Linked DNA regions of Hordeum vulgare: region 1 is linked to region 2. Evidence: chromatin contacts called from public Hi-C data. All regions are on one chromosome and are shown on one strand. Each heading gives the region's core, a stretch centred on a gene start, on an enhancer-like site or on the middle of the called end of the contact. The rest is flanking DNA. Distances are from core to core; before and after follow the strand shown. Region 1 holds the start of LOC123401257. Region 2 holds the start of LOC123401242 (zinc finger CCCH domain-containing protein 19-like).

Region 1 (7,741 bases), core at 4,978-7,477, 250 kb before region 2:
TCGTTGCCGCTCGCCCCGCCCGACCACCGCCGTCGCTACCTCCGCTCGACCGCCGTAACTGTACCAAAATATGGCATTCCCTTCATATCATTTGATCCAGGATTCTACATATACATACTTCTCTAGATGCAATGAAAATCAAGACAAGTTCCCGACGCATTCAGTTATCATATACTTCGCAGATTTCGGCTTCACGCATTCTAACAACTTCAGTGACGAGGACTTGATGAAACTATCAAACGGTGAAACAGGTGAGACAGAAAGAACACAAGTGCCCACATCAGGATGCAGAAGCCGGGGGCTGTCCTCCTTTTCCAAAAAAAAAGGTACAGCACATTAGTTGAGGTGCTGAACTTAACATGCCACTCCCATCATAGCAAAAGCATAAGTGGTCAACTACACATAGTGGAAAATTAAACAGAGAGAAAGAGAGGAGAGCACAGATAAATAAAAACTAGGACCAACGGCATGAGACATGAGTACGCTCACAACACTAGTACCACCGACACAAACATTCTACAATCAACAAAAGAAGATTTTTAATGGATTCCATGCATTGTTACATTAAGTAAGGTGGTATAACTTGAAATCTACTCCATATTAAGCATCTCATTACATACAAAAAGGATCAACTCTCACACATCGTTTGCACCGTACTTTTCTTGGAGCCAATGCAGGATTGAACATACATCACGATGGAAACACACACATTTTTTAATCCCCAAACCATGCAAATTCCCGCCCATCTGACGCTGACATCCAAAGTGCAGCCTTGCAAGCCTCGCCGTCTCTGTTGGAACTGATGATTCATCTGCGACTATTTAAAGATGAGATCCAAAATATTCAAGTCCATTCGCGCGTGCATGCAATGGTGTCCGAAAGGAGGTCGATCTTGTGTTTGCTCGTGCTTGTTCTTCTCCATGGCGTTTCTCTGGCTGCTTCGCCGCGCTACCTCTCCGTCAGTCTCGACAGGCTGATCAACTCCAAGGCTCACGTCGACTGCCCTCCCTTGGCGTATCCCAGCCTTGGTACGGACTACAGCCCGCCTGAAATTTAATTTTTGGTGCAAGAAACGAGCTCTGCATGCATGCTCTCCGAACCTGTTGCAATTAAGTGTTGAAAACGTCATTCTAAACAGCAAATAATGAATTCGATTCGAACCAAGGCTACCCTAGTAGTGTAATGTAATGTACTGCGAATTCATGATTTTGTTTTCTCACAATGAATTGATAAGTACGTATACATTATGAAAACTATAGTACAACGGATAAGTATTTACTTGTCTCGAATTGAAGAACCCTTGACCATTCATGCAGCTGCTTGATTAACTTGTGTCTCTCTTAACTACATGCAAATGACAAACAGTCACAAGTTCCGGCAACAAGCTCCCTATCCGGAAGCATCCCTGCGTCTGCCCGCCATATTGCGGCGGGACAAAGAAGACGAGGCGCGACGTCCATGGCCACGACAGAGCCCGGCTGACCACCCTACTCCAGAGGTCGAGCGTCCCCGTGCCACCGCCCATTCCAGCACCAGCAGAGGCACCATCCGTCACCATCCCGGACCGCTCAGGGGATTTCCTCGACTCGCCGGAGTTCGTCGTCGTTGTCGGCTTTGGAACGCCGACTCAGCCATCTTCCGTGATGTTTGACACAGGCAGCGACATGTCGTGGATCCAGTGCCAGCCGTGCTCCGGCTACTGCCATCCGCAGCGCGACCCCGTCTTTGACCCCGCCAGATCCACCACCTACGCTGTCGTGCCTTGCGCCCAACCGATATGCTCACTCGCCGGCAGCAAGTGCAACGGCACCACCTGCCTATACTCCGAAGACTATGTCGACGGCTCGTCGGAGTGGAAAACATCTGGCGTCCTCTCACAGGAGACGTTGACGCTCTCTTCCTCAAGCAAGCTCTCCGGCATCCCGTTCGGATGCGGCCAGCAAAACCTGGGTAAGTTCGGCTACGTCGACGGGCTGCTCGGCCTTGGCCGTGGCCAACTCTCACTGTCTTCACATGCGATGGCGGATCATTCATTCGGCGGAACCTTCTCCTACTGTCTGCCGTCTGACAACAGCACGACTGGGTACCTCAGCATTGGCTCGACGCCGATCTCCGGCCATGTCCAGTATACGGCGATGATACAGAAGTCTAGTTACCCGTCATTGTACTTCGTCGAGCTCGTCTCCATCAACATCGGTGGTTACATCCTGCCGGTGCCACCCTCCATATTCACGAGCACCGGCACCATCTTGGACTCCGGCACGATCCTTACGCACCTACCTGGGCAGGCATACACCGCGCTTCGCGACCGGTTCAAGTTCACGATGCAGGGGAGCAAAACAGCGCCGCCGCAAGAGAACCTCGACACGTGCTATGACTTCGCTGGCCAGAGTACAATCTTCATACCGGCGGTGTCACTCATATTCAGTGATGGCGCGGTTTTCGACCTCAACTTCTACGGGATCTTGACCTTCCCAGAGCCGACCATCGGCTGCCTCGCGTTCATGACGCGGCCAGCGTCGACGCCATTCTCCATCATCGGCAATACGCAGCAGCGGTCAACCGAGGTGATATACAACGTAGCTGCAGAGAAGATCGGTTTTGTCCCCAACAGTTGTTGATAATCATATGTAGTACCGTACACTACAGTTTCATCCAATGTATGTTTTGTACTCCCTCCGTCCCAAAATTCTTGTCATAGGTTTGTCTAGAAATGAATGCATCTAAATACTATAACATGACTAGATACATTCATATTTAGACAAATCTAAGACAAATTTTTTGGGACGGAGGGAGTATTTGTTATGAGACCTTTCTATTTTTAGCCTTTTTTGTTTCTTTTAATTCCCAAATCTGTCTAGCATTTCAACCAAATGTAAAATTAGCGGCCAGTCGCCATCTGACACGCCGACTGGCCTCACGTGGCTTGCAGAAACAGCCCACCCTAGTATATTATGAAATGAAGATTTGCTAAATGTGGGGCCCGGCGTGTTGTGTATTTCGACTGGGCCAAGAGAAAAGTTTGTTGGGACGCGCGCCTCATCAATATTGTATATAAGATTAAAGTTTTTAATGATATAATTTTTATAATATATGTCTTTCATTAAGTTGGTCAAATTGACGACTTAGGTATACGTGCATGCCTTATAAACTGTGATGGAGGGAGTAGTTCAAACAAGAAAAGTATTAGACTTTACTCGGGCAGTATGCATATGTACATCTGCACATGGACAAGTGCTGCTCTAGCCCTCTAACCGATGACATAACACGGCTGCACTAAAAATAAAATGTTGTTGACAAGTTTTTCAAAGCGTGCGATTTTCTTTCTTTCTTGCATTCCATTCCATTGCAGGGGGCGCTCGAATTTGCTCAAAACGGTTAGAGTAGAGTATCCCAAATCGCAGCGCTAGCTGAGTCGAAATCTCGATTAGTCCACTCAATCTACTCTAAATCTAGCCCTATATTTCTTACGCCAGAATCCACTAAAACATCCAACCAAGAAGCGATTCATCCAAACCAAAGAAAAAAAAAACGAAAACAAAGATAATGCTGAACCAGCTAGGGTTTCGGCACAGGGGCGGGAGGGAGAGCGAGCCTCACGGGTGGGGTGAGGTGAGGAAGGAGACTCAGGTGATGCCGATGCAATCGCCGGCTGTCGCGGACGTCTTCTTCTCCACCTGTGTCGCCGCCGCCTCGCCGGGAACGGAGAGGATCTGCTCTATCGCCAGGCTTTGCTCTGCTTCCAGGTGTGACCACCAGCGAGTCCACTACTGAAGCTGAAGCAGAGTGCAGTCTGGTCTGGAAAACGACACTCTGGGTCCAGGATTCAGATAACCAACGGCTCCAATTCGTCCCAGCACGAGTTTGATAGATCAACGGTGGACAAGCATCTAAATGGTAACAATTAAAGTTACCAGGCCTTGATGAAAAGCCACCAAACATATATTTGGGTATTCAGATTAAGGGGACATCAACAAACTCATTTTATAAAGCTAGCAAACAATGACGAGCAAGACAGGGCAGCACAAACATTCTCTTGCTTTTCGCTCACCGAAACAGGGGAGACGCTCAACATGACAGAAATAGCACAAATGACCAAGTACACAAACCTTGGTGGAAGATTGATGAAACAGGGAGAGAGAGCACAGGTAAAAACTGAGACCAACAACACAAGTTGGTAATTTTAGTAAGCTCACATCAGTAACGCCACCACAAGAAAAGCATAAATGGTCAAGTACACTCGGTGGAAGATGCCACTTCCATCACAGGAAAAAGCACAAGTGGTCAAGTACACTCAGTGGAAGATCAATCTCTGCTTGCTGTCTGCATCTCCAAGGGAAATTTCAGATGAAGCTGGTGCGGCGGCAAGCTCTACTTAGTTTAGTTGGCTGGCAGTGGCAGGCACGGATGATTCATTGGCCATCTGATGAGTAGAACATGCTTGGATACAGCCAGAACTGCCAAAATGACATCTTCGGTGGAATGTGCTCTACGCCAGGTTCCCTGGGCGGTTCATCCTGCACGGGATCCAGCACGCCATGCAACCCATAGAGAGCCCAAGGTCGATATGCACCAGCATCGTACATGATGCTGCTCCTCCCTCCCCATAGTCCCGGGCTCATGCAAGAATGCAGCGTGCTCATCACTCCCGCCGCCACAAAGAGTGCCCAATTGTCCAGCTTCTCCACGGCTATCCACGTCGCGGGCTCGGTTGACATGTCGAGGCGGTGGAGCCTGGTTAAGCCGAGCATGAAAAGCATGTCACCACAAACCACCAGCCTTCCTCGCGTCGGCCTTCCATCCTCAGGCTTGGTTTTTATCTCCTGCAGACCAAGCTGAGGGGCCAGCTGCAGAGCGTAGGATCTCCCAACGCTATCCAAGACAATGAACTGACCATCGAATTCCACAAAATGGTCTGTTGGATGCTGATAAGGAGCCTGGAGTTCGGACCAAGAGTCATTTCCAACAGGCAAAACAAACAGGGAGGACTTGGCACTGACAAGGAGATGTGAGTTGGGTGATGCAAGGGGGGCTGTTAGAGTGCCCTTCAACATGGATGACCAGCATTTGGCACCGCATGGGAGACTTGGAGTCGAAACCTCGGCACCGGTGAACACATCAAAGATGTAACAACATCCGTAGGAGAAGTAGATGACATTACCATAGGAGGAGCCAATCAATGCCATCTTGTTTTCTATGGTGTCTACAGGAATCTGGCAGCGAAGGGAGGTGTTTGGGTTGGCTGGATCGATAACCACACATGTGTAAAGCTGATGGCAACCATTGGTAGCAGGAAGAAGAGGACCTTGTACACGAGCATGGGGCTGGACGAGGAGAGGTGGCAATTTTGTGCGGAGCATAGTTTTGGATGGGTACGAGGAGAAGGCAGCGCGCCAGGAGGGGCATGTTGCAGCAAAGCCAAGAATGTCTCGGAAGGATGCAAGCCGAGCAACAATGGAGTGAAGCAAGCCGTCCGGGAGGTCAGCCCAGCCTTGGGGTCCGGAAAAGGCAGGGGGGCAAGGGAGAGAGACAGCAGACCGTTTGTTGGGGCTCTGCATGATGTGCTGCTGATGCCAATCTCTGCAAGCAGCAAAGAAAAAAAAAATCAAGGCAGGCATATTAAATAGAACCATGGATAAGCAGATGATATTCTATTGGTAAGGTAAATATATGGAGTAGCAACGATTTTGTTTATTTGTGAAGATCAGGTGTACATTCATTCGGAACATAATAATAAGATAATCAGTCAACGGATGCTAGAATAAAAGCGACAAGTGCAGATCCCTAGCCAGGATGCGTTGAAATGTTGTTCAGATGCATTCTTATTTCTTGCAGCTTAAGATAATCAGGCCATTTCTTTCAGTTTCAGTTTGCCAAACATGGACTGAATCCGAGCCAATTCATCCATCCAGGATTGCCACAACCACCGTTCCAAATCGATTCACGGAGATGAGAAATAAGGGACGGACTGACCCAAAATAGCTAGGGTTTGGTCGTTCCAAATCGATTCACGGAGATGAGAAATAAGGGACGGACTGACCAAGATAGCTAGGGTTTGGTCCACCGGCGGGGGAGGGGATGTCGTACCTTGTGGACGGACGGGGAATGGGACGGCGACGCCGATGCGGTCGCCGGCTGTTGCGGCCGTCTTCTCCGGCGGCGGCGCCTCGCCGGGATCTGCTCCTCTTCTTGGCCGGGAGAGGGAGAGGGAGAGAGGTGTCTTCTCCAATCCTGAAGCTGAAGAAGGACACTTGCGGGTTCAGATAACCGACGGCTCAGATCCCATCAACCAAAAACTTGGTACATAGATCTAATATATACAACCTTTAACTTTAGTATAACATCCTCCCTCAATCTTAACTATGTCCTGAAATACAAAGCAAGTTAAGATTGCTGTTGTGAAAGCGGCTTTGTGAAGATGTGAGCAGGTTGATCCTTTGAAGAGATGAACTTAATATGAAGAAGCTTTCGTGCAACGCGTTTCCTTACAAAGTGATAGTCAACTTCAACGTGCTTGGTACGAGCATGAAAAACTGAATTACATGAAAGATATGTCGCATCAAAGAACGGGTGGCTGCTGTTGAGAGATACCTAACCCTCTCAAGAGAGACTGTAGCCAAATGAGCTCAGTCGTGGCATTGGCAACCGCCTTGTACTCTCCTTCAGTGCTACACCGAGATATTGTGGCCTGCTTGCGCGTACTCCAAGCGATCAAGTTATCCCCATAAAACACAGCATAGCCCCCCGTTGATCATCGGTCATCCGGGTTCCCAACCCAATCAACATCAGAGAAGGCCGAGAGGGCAGACGAAGAGGTAAACCGAATATGCAAGCCATAGGAGACGGTATGAGAGAGATAATGCAAGATACGCTTCATAGCTGACCAGTGTGAAGTCCGAGGAGCATGAAGATACTGGCACACGCGGTTAACCGCATAGGAGATGTCAGGCCGTGTAATGGTCAAGTACTGCAAAGCTCCAACAACACTTCGATACTCAGTAGCATCATCTGAAGGGAGCAAGTCACCATCCAAGGCAGATAACCGATCTGTTGCAGACATAGGGGTGGTAGCATGCTTGCAATGCAACATACCTGCATGGCGTAGCAGGTCCAAAGAGTACTTCTGCTGAGTGAGAGTCGGGCTAGCAGAAGACCGTGAAACCTCCAAGCCAAGAAAGTCATGGAGAGCCCCCAGATCCTTGACAGCAAAGTGACAACCAAGAGCAGATAGTAGACGATCCGCAACAGACACGAACGAGCTGATAAGAATAATGTCATCAACATAAACCAGCAGGTACATAGTCACCTCAGGACGATGAAACAGGAACAGAGACATGTCAGCAGTGGACAGAGTAAACCCAAGGTGTCAAAGAACCGCACCCAGTCGACCATGCCATGCACAGCCTGCTTGAGCCCATAAAGCTCCTTAGCAAGACGACACAAATCATGTGGATGAGCTGGATCAACAAAACCTGGAGGTTGCCGCATCTAAACTTTTTCCTCCAAGACCCCATGAACAAAAGCATTCTGAACATCAAGCTGGCACAGAGACCACCCCTCGGCAACAGCCAAGGACAGAATCAGATGAATAGTGGCAGGTTTAACAACTGGGCTGAAAGTATCCTCATAATCAAGACCATACCGTTGTTTAAACCCTTTGGCCAACAACTGTGCCTTGTAGCACTCAATGGAACCATCAGCATGCCGGGAGAGGGAGTAGGAGAGAGGTGTCGGCACCACT
Region 2 (6,808 bases), core at 1,628-4,127:
TTCAGGGACTGTTCCACCTGACCTGCAACCTGTTCTTCCTGCATGCTGCCAGAATCGGCAGAAGCTGCCTCTCTTTTCCTCTTCAAGATGACACTCAATGGCTTCGGGCCGTCGAAGGGAACAGGGTCTGGTGAGTCCTTGGCAACTATCTCGGACGTCATACGGGCCGGTCGCGCAATGCGGTCAGCATTCTTGACGGTGTTTTCTCCTGAACTGTAAGCAACCTTCTTTGCTCTCAACTCTGCGAGGCTCTTTGGACCAGAAAAGTTCACCACTCCAGCATCCTCACCGCTGATTGCTTTTACCACTGAACTCTTCAGATTACCAGGAACATCCTCATTTGATCTAGCCTTTAGCCTATCGTGAAGCTTTGCTCGAAGGTCCGTTTGCTTTGGTGGAGACAATCTGTCTCTATGCCCTCTCTCTTTCTCTAGGTGTGGGTGTGGGCCAAGTCTGTCCAGTGATGTCTCCCCTGGAAGTTTTATCCGACCATGCAACCGAGAGCGTGAGAGGCTGTCGTGGGCAGTTCGTTCTTCTCCTCGACGGCGGAGATGGCTGTCGCGTTCATCCTCAGGATACCTTCTATCCCGCCTATCGGGGACCTCCGTCGATCTCGAATCATTCAGCCTTCTTTGCTTCAGTAGCCTGTGGCGCAAGTCTGAACTTTCTGCAGTCACAGGCATCGAGTCTCTCTGTGTAAGCCTTCTCTCTGAGACCAACCTGTCAGATGAGCTTCTGTGTGATGACCTTTCTAGTTCATAGCCACCATGTGCTTGCCTACGCACCCCACTGTTCTGCTCCCCGCTGGCACGCCGGTAACTACTATTGTGGCCTTCCTTGATCGACCGTTCGGCGTCGTCCTCGGCACTGCCGGCAAGCACACTGGAACCAGCAGAAGGCTCCCTGACAAACTCACCCGTCTCCATAACATTCTCAGCAGACTCGGCTTCAACCGATCGGTGAGGCTGGTAACTCTTTGCCGCACCCGAAAGCACATAAGGGTTATTATTCTGATTCTGGTAAATTCCTGACGAATGATAAGCCCTGTTTGTCGGATTTTGCTTCTGAGCTGGTCTGCCATTCTGAGCACCGGCTTTAAGCTCGCCATGTACGACGGGAGTGGTACTCTGCTGGGGTGAATTGTTCGCCTTCGTCCATGAGTTGGAGTTCTTCAGCTGCAAAGCAGGGTTTCCAGCAAACTGCGGCCCGTGTGAGAATGTGCAGAGGTTTCCTTTTGCACACATGCCTTTCTGAAAGTAGTAACACGGGACAACTGGCTTGGCCGTGCCATTGGGCGGAACGGCTTTAGCAGGCACAGGAACCTGCGGCGCAGGTTGTTGAGGTGCCCGCGGAGTCGCCGGTGCTCCGAGCATGTCGTCCAGCGGCTGAAATGAAAAGAAAGCACACTCGCTCGTTAATTATTAGTCGTAGCTGCCCGTGCATCCGGGTAAATGGTCACTATGTGTTTGTGCAGAGCAACCGTTGCCGGCCAGAAGAAAGTAAATTATACAAACATTTCATAGCATACAGCGTTGATTTGTTTAACTGAAGTACTCCCTCCGTCCGGAATTACTTATCACTAAAATATGTCTAGAGACATCCATTTCTATGACAAGTAATTCCGGAAGGAGGGGGTAGTAAACAAAGTGACTAGAAGTGCTGCAGCTCTGACTGAAGAGATGGAACAGAGGAGGCTGTACGTACCGGGTGCCTGAATGAACATTTAGCATTCGCGCAGTTGCCGTTGAACCAATACCAGCAGTCCCTGGGATTCACCCTGGCAGCGTCGCTGTGACGGTACTCGCACTCGCTCCCCTGGACGAAGTAAAAAAACAACAACGTGTCAGCAGTGCAAATCATATGCTGGTTAGGTTTACCATTGTGCTGAAATACGCAGCGATAACAATCATGGTGACCCAACTCGAGATTTATTTACGCTCCTCAAAGTTAAAAACCAAGGCATTATAGTTGGCCGCGTTGGTATTTGGGCAAGCCGAGAGTATGTTGGTGTGACAGTTGGAAGACTATATGGCAGTAACTAGAGTTTATGGAGAAGCAATGGTAGACCTCTGCGGGTGCACCGGTGTGCAGTAAGTAATAACTAGAGTAACGCATAGAGAAATTAAGCAAGATGCAGGTATAAACGGAGGCCGAAATAGCCACGGAAGCAAGATTCAGACAGAGGTATTGAGTGCGAAAACTAGGTTAGGTACAAATTAAGCAAGATTTAGAGAGCGTGCAGTGATGCCCAGGAAGCCCTAGTTTGTGGCGGCGGCAATTGAAGGGCGTGACTGCATCAGCTTGTGTTGAAGCAGCAGATCTCGGCTGAAACCGTCGGCACCGAGCTGGGCGGAAGGGCAAAACCAAATCCAAATCGTAGGCCGGGCGAATCGGCGAGGAGGGAGGGGGGGCGGGCGGGAAGAGGATGATAGGATAGGGTAGGATAAGGAGAGCCCTGCGGCCCAGATCGAGACCGCACCCAACGGCCCACCGCCAGCCAACCAATTGGCGGCGCGCGAGCGAGCTCGGGGAGAGAGGTGATGGAGGGAGGGCGGCGCGGCGAGGCGAATTATGCATGTATCCATGTATGGATGTGGAGGGGGCTGAGCGGAGCGGATGGGAGGGGAAGGAAGGAAGGAAGGAGTGGACGGGAGGTACCTTGTTGCAGGTCAACGGGGATGCGAGGTAGTAGATGCAGTCGGTGCCCCGGCGGCGGCGCGCCTCCTCCTCGTCGGCCGGCGCGTGCGTCGCCTGGGACTGGGCGGCGGCGGCGGCGGAATCCATCGCCGCGAGGTCGAGTCGAGGGAAGAAGCAGAGGAATGGTTGAGGCAGGACCTGGACCTGATTTATTATTTACCACAGCTGAAGGCAAGCTGAAGCTCAGCAGCTGAGCTCACTGACTTTGTTGGTCTGTGAGACGGGACGGCAGGATCTCATGTGAATCAACACTTTTGGGCATCATCATCCACAATTTTTTGTTTTCATCTTTTGGCTAGTAAATTCCGGAATCGACCTTTTTTTCAAAAGAACAAATAAATCTGACATTATTTTTAGTGTCCATGGTGATGCCTAAAATTTCAGCGGGCCTACACCATCAGCTGACCCGTTGACTCGCTCACGTGGCAAAACAACCACACGCCATGAATCTTTCCGTCTCTCATGCAAACCAGACGTCAGGAATGTTGGGTTCAACAAAACAGACCAGTTTTATTTATTTATTTCAAGTATAAGGTCGATTTCGAAAGTTGTTAGCATAAAAGGTCAAAACAAAAACAAAATCATCCCATCACCATTGCAATGCCACTCTGGACGCCGTTTCTTTCTTTTACATGTGACGTCACCCCCTAAAAATGCATCATCTCTACTCCTAATTAAGAAGTTGGGTAGCCTGATACACAAGTTTTTTTCGTAAGCGGGTTTTTTAGGGCCAAGCGAACCCACAGTGGTGCAAACTGTGCGGTTCGCATAGGGCCCAAAATTCGGAGGAGGAGGGGCACAAAAAATTAGATAGGCTTAATATTAGAAAAATAGCGCATTACTGGATCAGTGGGTCGCTGGTCGCTGCTCCTGAGCCGACGAGGGTCAAAGGCACAAGGCCATTGAGGCTCGAGCCGTCGAGCGATGATAGTTGTGTGGTTGTCGATGTCGCTTCGCTCAAAGAAAAAGGTCGAAGGCTCCGTTGTTTTCGGATCGGGATCAGTAGAGCACGGATATTGTAAAAAAGGAGTGTTGCGTCGCTGCCCGCTGTTTCTGGTTTCCATCTCGATCGTGATGTTGGCTATAGGTACTAGATCATCGCTCTTCTTGTCGGCTCGTCGCCTAGTCCCTCGTCCTCGTCTTTTCTTCTCGTGGTTCATGCGGTTGTGTCTTCGTTCCTGCCGCCGTTCCTTCCTCGCCTCCTTACCTCCTTTCTTAATTTTCAGATTTGTTGACGTCGTCATCTTATTAGATTATCAGTGACCGACTCCAGTCTAATTAGGTGATCGGACAGGACCCAAAAGTAGCTGAGTTAAATGGTTCGTCTAATTATCAAACATTGACACATGATCTTCAATTGATATGAATGTGGATGTTCAAATAAATATCAAGCAGGAGTCGAATAGGTATGACTTTTTTATATGTTCAGTTGTTATCCAAGACATTGTATTATATACATTATAACATTTTTTCTATGAGATACATATACATTATAATTGCTCGTTATTTTTTGGTAAAATAGGGCCTCAATTTTTAGTTTCGCACAGGGTCCAGATTTTGCCGACTCGACCTTTTTTTTGGTTTTTTCCATCCCACCTCCCACCATTCCCTCCGGCTGGTTTCCTTTTCTATTGGTTTATTTTTCTCTCTACTCTTTTCATTCAAATCAACACTTTCCTAACATATGAAAGAACACATATCTCACTTTTCTAAGTTGTCAAATCTCACTGATCTCTCTAATTAATGCAATTTGTTTTATAAAACAAATGATATTTTTTTCTTTCAAATCAACATTTTCCTAACATATGAAAGAACACAGATCTAGCTTTCCTAACTTATCCAATCCCACTGGTCTCTCTAATTAATGCAATTTGTTTTAGAAAACAAATAACCTCTTTTCTTTTAAATTAATATTTTCCAAACATACAAAAGAATACAGATCTAGCTTTCCTAACTTATCCAATCTCACTGGTCTATCTAATTAATGCAATTTATTTTAGGAAACAAATAGTCTCTTTTCTTTCAAATCAATACTTTCTTAACATACGAAAGAACACAGATCTAGCTTTCCTAACTTATCCAATCTCACTGATCTATCTAATTAATGCAATTTATTTTAGGAAACAAATAGTCTCTTTTCTTTCAAATCAATACTTTCCTAACAACACCAAACGAGGCATCACGTTAATCTTCCGAACACCTAAACCCTAAAACCCTAAAACCCAAAAATAATTTCATTCAAAAAAACCCAAAAATAAACAAAATCTGAAACTCTTTAGTCCCGGTCCGTGTAACGAACCGGGACTAAAGGGCCTGCCCCTGGGGTGCTACGAGGCGCCCACGTGGAGCACCTTTAGTCCCGGCTTGGAACAGAGCCGGAACTAAAGGTTAGGCCTTTAGTCCCGCCCCCTTTAGTCCCGGTTGGTGAACCGGGACTAAAGCCCCTTACGGGCCGGGACTATAGGCCATGTCCCCACTAGTGAGAGTAGGATAATGTATAGAAGAAAAATGCAACCATGGTGCGCTCCTTCTTTTTTTTTTTTTTGCTTCATCTAGCTTTGTTTGAGGGACCACGTGAAGGCCACTGTTGAACACATATTTTTTCTTTATAAAAATATCACATGGACGCTAGCATCAAGCTCACTCTACACCACACATATGTACATATGTATAATCATCATGTGCGGTAGCTTGTTAATCATTCTCATGATTCTATTTCTATTTCTACATGCACCATGCCGACATCGCAGCAATCATGCATAAAAAAAGATTATATATGTATGTTCTGAATATTATGAACTTGCTGTCACTCCTCGAAATAACCACAAAATATGTATTTTTTCATTGTGGAAAACAGATCTTTATTGTAAAGGTTGGCTGGAAATACAAAGCACCCCAAGCATAATACACATTACATCAGGGCCGTTGAATCACCGAACAACCTCTGTCCATATCGCAGCCGGCTTGATCTTGTCGATGAAAGTCGAAAAATCTTCATGCATATATCACTAAGGACCAACATCCTTCCTGGAGCCGCAGTCGTCGCTGATGATACCCTTGAACCTAACACCAAATAATCTCGTTGTTGCGTACGCACGACGAGAATCCCTAACCTGGCCGCCTCCAGTTTGGTCTTCTATTCTAACTTAATCCCATCATTTTCTGTTTGGACTATTCCTTTCTTGTTAGTTATCATGATGGATCCCATCAGGCCTCATGTTCGGACAGAGAATTTTCCCATGAGGTTCAGTTGACATATCAGCAGCTCGTATATGGCCAATAAGCATTGACCAATAGTAGACTGTGTGCACTAATTACTGATTCAATTTCTGTTGATCATGTAATGATATCTATTATGTTTTGATTTTTGCACGGGGTGAAGCAAACACTTATTGGGAGGTACTCAAATTTGATCACTTTGTTGTAGAACCATGGTGTTCATTAAATAATTTCTTGACTAATTTTGAATCTTTGCCAATAGTTTAACATATTTTCAAATGACGCCTGCTGGGCACATGACAATTATGTGTGTATGAATTAGTATCATGTTGCTTGACATTGAACTCATAATCTTTTTTCTAAACAATGTGCTTTGTTTCCTGTCAAAATGACCATTGGTATTTGCTTTCTAGAAATCTTGTATGTTGCTTATGGTGATACTAATGTTATCTTTCTCGGGATTAGATTATGATCTTGAAGTTTACATGACGAGTATGTAATCTTCTCTGATAATTAAAATGCCACACAGACTACTTTTTTGCAAGGATTGAATTTTTTAATGTTTTCAGTATTTGTTTTGATTTTTTTTAGTCAACACGGATGTAGATGAGCTTGACCTCAGAAATGATTTTTTGCCACTTATGCCTTTTTACACTTGCATGTGTAGCTTCTTTTAATTTTTTATGGCATTGATTCTTGTTTTTTAAGTCTTTACGTGTGTAGATTACTCCTGCGGTGAGCTGGCAACTGGTGAGTCCGAGTGTGTGTGATGCCTTCTCACGGCATCTTGCCATCAATCTAGGTGGTCATTGGTCAATATCAAGCTTGACGAGTAATTCCTGAAGGTTGATGTACGCTTCCGTTGCGTCGCTGACCGAGGCCCGATCTGTGT

The links. A called contact is a pair of places that touch in the nucleus more often than the background predicts.
Region 1: a contact with region 2 is called in a Hi-C map of an unstated tissue, with 6 times the contacts expected there. The contact joins the promoter of LOC123401257 here to the promoter of LOC123401242 in region 2. A contact is called at or near these places in 2 of 6 Hi-C or Micro-C datasets (seedling and an unstated tissue).

What each region holds. Positions count from the first base shown.
Region 1 is chr6H:560,483,868-560,491,608 of MorexV3_pseudomolecules_assembly, reverse strand. LOC123401257 reads right to left here and starts at 6,227. Exons shown (of 2, transcript XM_045095005.1): 1 at 6,088-6,227; 2 at 3,960-5,580. The coding sequence starts at 5,558. The coding sequence ends at 4,413. It overlaps LOC123404807 (aspartyl protease family protein At5g10770-like), which reads left to right and starts at 542. Exons shown (of 2, transcript XM_045098755.1): 1 at 542-1,022; 2 at 1,366-2,621. The coding sequence starts at 803. The coding sequence ends at 2,621.
Region 2 is chr6H:560,232,655-560,239,462 of MorexV3_pseudomolecules_assembly, reverse strand. It overlaps LOC123401242 (zinc finger CCCH domain-containing protein 19-like), which reads right to left and starts at 2,877. Exons shown (of 3, transcript XM_045094992.1): 1 at 2,659-2,877; 2 at 1,705-1,815; 3 at 1-1,385. The coding sequence starts at 2,784.